Regions from separate parts of the Sus scrofa genome. Here region 2 is linked to region 1. The links are chromatin contacts, called in public HiChIP or PLAC-seq maps. All regions are on one chromosome and are shown on one strand. Each heading gives the region's core, a stretch centred on a gene start, on an enhancer-like site or on the middle of the called end of the contact. The rest is flanking DNA. Distances are from core to core; before and after follow the strand shown. Region 1 holds the start of LOC110262036. Region 2 holds the start of FAM53A (protein FAM53A).

The links. HiChIP or PLAC-seq counts read pairs in DNA pulled down with a chosen protein or histone mark.
Region 2: a contact with region 1 is called in an H3K27ac HiChIP or PLAC-seq map of alveolar macrophages. The contact joins the promoter of FAM53A here to the promoter of LOC110262036 in region 1. A contact is called at or near these places in 2 of 2 datasets of contacts at active chromatin or transcription factors (alveolar macrophages and skeletal muscle).

The regions. Positions count from the first base shown.
Region 1 is chr8:469,157-471,937 of Sscrofa11.1, reverse strand. LOC110262036 reads right to left here and starts at 1,324. Exons shown (of 3, transcript XM_021100876.1): 1 at 286-1,324; 2 at 1-36. The coding sequence starts at 516. All of the region lies in intron 1 of LOC110262037 (a long non-coding RNA gene), which reads left to right.
Region 2 is chr8:795,015-797,795 of Sscrofa11.1, reverse strand. FAM53A (protein FAM53A) reads left to right here and starts at 1,413. Exons shown (of 6, transcript XM_021100891.1): 1 at 1,413-1,521; 2 at 2,045-2,164.

The DNA.
Region 1 (2,781 bases), core at 75-2,574:
TGAGGCCAGCTGCAAGGCTCTTCCGGACTCCTGCCCCTGTGAAGAAAACCATCTGGTCCTCTGGGCCGGCGCCCAGCTCCCGGGAGCTCCCCCCCCACCAGGGACCCGCCTCCCGCTCCCCGGGACCAGCACCCGCCCCCCTGTCCCCGTAGCACCCCCCTGGCTGCCCCACGGGCCTCTCCCCTGGCCCATGGTGTCCAGGCCAGCCTGGGTCACGGCACGGAGCCCAGCAGCCCTGGTGGGGACGTGCCACCCCAGGCAGTGTCCCCGACCCTCTGCTCAGACCTGAAGCACCGAGGCCCAAGCGCCAGTACATCCCTGTCCCAGAGTCTCCTGCTGCCCCCAGGCCACCTCCAACAGCAGCTCGAGGGCTCCCTCACAGGATAAAAGATGGCTGGGGACGGCCTCCGAGAGGCCAAGAGAGGCAGAGGTGAGGGCGCACTGCCCAGCCTGAGAGCCTGGGGCCGTCGCATTCTGGGTCCCTCCCAGCCCTCCCCAGGGCGCAGCCCTGCGCATCGGCCTTGCCAGTGACCTTGGTAATGGCTGCGTGACTCCACCTGCAGATGAGTCACCCTTGGCTTACCCAGCCCCTCCGCCTGCGCTTGTCCTGTGGGTCCGTGTCCCCAGCGAACAGATCCGCAGGGCGGAAGAGTTAGTCCAAGATACGCGCCTGTGTCATCTGGGGACATGGTCCCCAACGGGCCAGTCGACACTCCCAGCCGCTAGGAGGGCACCACTTCCCCACAGCCGCACAGTCAGCAGGTTCCCAAACATCACGGGTCCTGTGGTTGAGGCCACAGGGAGAAATGGCCCCCCTGCTTGTGCTTGTTGCCCAGTACCAGTGAAACTGCCCACGGTCCGTGTCTTGCTGGCCTGGGCCTTGTCTTCATCTATTTTCTCTTTGGCACAGTATGGCCGGCCTTTTTCTCATTGGTTTGTAGGAGCTCTTTGTATATTAAGGAAATTAGACTTTACCTACAGCCTGTGTTGTACATCCAGTGTCCTCATTCGCCGTTTATTTGTTTACACACTTACTGACTTTGCACCTGGCGGTTGGTCTCAGGAGGGCCAGGGGCGTTTTGGCTGCTCAGACACTGTGTCCCTTCGCCCAGGTTTCCGTCTCCCACGCACACTGCCTCTAGGAGCCCACCCCAGCCAGATCCTGGGCCTAGGTTCAGATGAGACTCTCCCTGCCTGGGGCCAGGAGCGCAGGACGTTTGCCGGGGCGGGGCGGGGCAGGGGAGGCCAGGGCAGGGACCAGGCAGAGAGGCTGGGTTGCGCCTCAGGGGTCAGGAAGAAAGCACCGCCCGCCCCCCGCCCCCCCCCCCCCGAGGCCTCCCCAGGCAGGGCAGACTCCTCCTGCCACTCAGAAAGGCCAGGGTTTCCCTTGGGGGAAAGCGACCTCGGGTCAGCCGCCGGTTGGCGCTGGTGTGGTCTCCGGAGCCCAGAGCCCCTGCATCCTGGCCGTGGGGATGGGACAGAACCCCCTCCTTCCTGTCCTTGAGGGCAAAAGGCCCTGTCCTCTGCTAATGTCCCACTCCTGCCATGTATCTCTCTGGCCGTCCCAGGGGGTTCTGTCCCAGGGGGTCCTCCCCTCACACGCAGCCCTGCCCACCTGTCCTGGCCACTCTCCCCGGCCTGCTCCAGGAGGTAGCCCTTCCCAGCCCCTCCTCCTCCCGCTGCTGACCTCGGCGCATCCCGCAGAATGTGTGCAGTGCTGCACGGGGTTGCGGCCAGATGGAGGGCTGGTCCTGCACCCTTCCACCCAGACCCTGGGAAGAGGCGGGGCGGGGTCTGGGGGAGGCAGGGGCAGGCAGAGGAGGTGCCCGTGGTGGGGGCCAGGCCAGCCCTGGGGGCAGCGAGGCTGGGGATAGAGGACCCCCCTTCAGCCGGGCTCCAGCTCTGTGTCCCTGTCTGAGCAGCATGTGGTCACGGCCCCCAGGGCCGCACTGTCCCCGGGGGGCCTGGTAACCAGCTGGGAAGGCCCAGGGTAGCAGCCCAAGCGCAGGGCCAGGGGCCAGCTTTCCAGGGCAAGTGGTGAGTGTTCTGGCAAATGGGCGCCTGGACGTTGCCAAGGAAAAGGCTGCTCCTTGGTCCCGCGGAGACTGGCCTGGAGCCCATGGGGGAAAAGCCGCCCCAGGCTCCCTGGGCGGACGGGAGAAGACGGGGCAGGCTGGACGCCGCGTGGGAGCTCGGACGGCCCTGGAGCGACGGGGCCAGGCCTGCCGGAGCCACGCGTGGCCACTGGCTTTCTTTGCAATGGAATCCCCGCAGCCCCGGGACTCCTCCAGGGGAGCTGGGCGAGGGGCCCGTCCAGCCGTACCCACGGCCCTGGGCCCCCTCACCTCGCTGTTCCCAGGCCCCGTCGGGGGGCAGGGGGCAGGAACAGTGCAGTCTGTCCACCCAGTTGTGCCCGCAGCTCGCGGCCAGCAACACGGACCCTAGAGACCTTCACGTCCCCACTCTGTGACCCTCTCTCCCTAGCTGCCCCCTCACCTCCTTCCTCCCCTCCCCTGCCCTCCTCCTGGAGCACAGCCACGGAGCACTGGGGCCGTGAGGAGGGGCCGGGCGGGTGCCCCGCCTCAGCCACAATGACGGGTGTGCCCCCCCCCCCCCGGCCAGGAGCCCCAGAAAGAACCTGGACACACACAGACCCCGCTGCGACCTCGAGCAGGCTTGGGAATGACCCGAAACAGAAGCCACAGGCGAATTCAGAAGGGCGGCTGTTGAGAAACCAAAGCAGCTTCTGCTTGGAGGAGGGATGAGGGGAGCGCGCTGATG
Region 2 (2,781 bases), core at 164-2,663, 330 kb before region 1:
AGGGGCTGCAGGGTGCTGCTGCCTAGAGGCAACAGGTGCCCCCTGAGGCCTGGGTTGGGCACAGTGGTACACCCATGCAAGGGCACTGCCCGAACCAGGCCCAGCACATGGCGGGACACAGCTGTGGGTGGACTGTTCCTGCAGCTGTGTGGCTCAGGTGAAGGCCCTGGGCTCAAGTGTCTGCGGATGGCTTCTCCATGCACGGCCAGTGAGACCAGGGCACTCCTGAAGGCCCAATTTCAGGCCAGGCCAGGCCCTGGGGCTTAGCGCACTGATGGGCTCAGCAGGTTGCCTGCCTGGCATCAATTCCCCTTTGCAGAGACTGTGCTCCATTTTGGGAGTTGGTAGCAATGTGTCAGGTTAAAGTGCCCCTCCAGGTGCCCTGGCAGCCGGGTATCAGGAAATCTGGGTGATCCGGGAAGACTCAAATGGGCGGAGCTCTGGACCACAGGGTCCTCAGACCTCTCCCAGCCCTGGCCACCCCTCTCACGGTGGTGCTTCTGCCTGCATCCTTTGAATGAACAGGCCCATACAGACAGCCAAGGTCCACACGTGCAGTTTCAGTGCTGCCCCAAGAGGTGGGGTGGCAGGGCGTCCTGCGCTGTGCGGGGCCAGCGAGTCTGGGGCGGTCAGAGGCCAGGGTCCGGGGGTCAGGACCCCAGGTGGCTCCCAGGATGTAAGGCTGGAGGGGGAAGCAGGACCCCTTCCAAGGGCAGTCCCGCTGACCGCCAGCCTCTCGACGTGGAGCCCCCCGCCTCGAGGTCCGGTCACAGCCGCCAGACGAATGAGTGCCCACCCTTCTCTCCTGCCGGGAGCCCTAGATCACGGCTTCTGGGCACCCGCCGTCCTGCTGGTCACACAGGGCGGAATCGCGGGGAGATCCGAGAGGGCGAGAGACCTGCCCAAGGTCACACAGCGGGTCACAGGCAGGGCGGGTGGGCGGCGAGCCAGGGCTCAGGGGGAAGATGCGGGGAGTGCGGTCTCTAAACGGCCGAGCCCCTGGCGGGACCAAGCCCTTCGCGCCAAGCAGCCGCCTGCTCCCCTGCCCGCCGAGCACGCCCTCCCGCCGCCCGGTGAGCTACGTCAAGCCCAGCGCCCGCAGGCGCGCAGGTGGGTGGGGCTTCGACTCGGGGCCGGGGTCTGGGGGAAACGCCCGGACAGCTTGGCGCACGCGCTGTGCGCCCGCTCGCCTCGGAGACGCGCTCTGGTGTGCGCGGAACCCGCCCCGTTGGCTCAAGCCCCGCCCTCCTGGCCCGCCCGTTCGCCCACAAGGCCCCGCCCCCGGGGCACAGGCCCCGCCTCCCACGCGCCCCGGGCTCCTCAAGGACGGCCGGGGCAGCCCGCTGAAGGGCGGGGCGGCGGCGTGGGGCGGGGCGGCGGCGTGGGGCGGGGCCTGTGTCGAGGGGGCGGGGCGCCGCTCTCAGTCCCGTTCCGCCGGGGTTGAGGCGTGTCGTCCTTTGAGCGAGGAGCGCGGCCAGAGGGCCGGCGGCTCCCAGGCTCCGCCCGCCCTGCTGCGCTCAGGTACTGGGCCCGTAGTGGCCCGCGGGGCGCCGGTCCGTGCGCGCGCGCGCCCGGGGCTGTGCGTGCGCGAGCCGGCGCGGGGCCGCGCGTGAACTTGGCCCAGAAGGTACCCGTCCCTGTCAGCTCGCCAAGCCCGGCCCGCGCGGCCCGATGCTTTTCCACCAGCGTCGGTGCCGAGCGTTTCCGCCGCTGGACCGGGAGAGCGCGGCGGGCGGGGCGCTGAGGGCGCGGGGACTCGAGGGCTCGCCGTCTGGGGTTGGGACCCCCGCCGCGCGCACGACCCCCAGGCCCGCCGAGTCCCGAGCCCCCGCGCCCCCCGCCCCCTGCGCGTCCCAAGAGTCCCGGGCCCCGAGACTCCTGCGCCCCCGCAGCCTCACCCACCCCGGCCTCCTGCGCCCCGAGACCCCCGCCCATCCCGCGCACCCGGGGCCCCGTGCACTGCACGCACCCTTTGCCTCGCCTGGGGCGCGCTGCCACTTGTTGAACCGACTTTGACCTGTCGTCGTTCCTGTGCTGAGAGCAGTTCCTGGGGCTCCTCTGCCTGGCATCTTGCAGCGAGAGAGAAGCAGGAAGTTTGACGTGCTAAGCTGTGCGTTAAGGGAGCTCCGAAGCTGGACCTGCGCGACGCGGGGACCTGTGGAAGGTGATTGGAGGTGGATTCCCGAGCTGCTTTCTCTGCATAGACGTGGAGTCTGGGTCCCTTTAAGACTTTCCCGAGTGGAGGGAGGTGCGCCGGGTGATTGCAGTGTTCACTTTGTTTCTACGTTATGTGCCCTTTTCGGTGGCAGGTCTGACGTGTATTAGTCTTCGTTAAACTGACTCCGTGTTTGCATTTTATCATGGGCCACGTCTGCTTGACTCTAAGCTTCCATAACTTCAAAATACATTTTTTTTTTTTTTCTTTTATGGCTGCCCTCACGGCTTATGGAGATTCCCAGGCTAGGGGGCGAATGGGAGCTACAGCCGCCTGCCTACACCACAGCCACAGCAACGCAGGATCCGAGGCGCGGCTGCGACTTAACACCACAGCTCCCAGCAACACCAGATCCTTGACCCACAGAGCAAGGCCAGGGATCAAACCTGCGTCCTCATGGATACGAGTGGGGTTCGTTAACCACTGAACCATGATGGGAACTCCTCAAAATACTTTTTAAAAAACCCTCAAACTTGATTCATTACTCAGCTGAGTTTACGCTGATTTCTCAGGATTGTTTGCTTGACGTCAAGAATGTGCTTCAGTTTCACAGTAGTTAAGACATT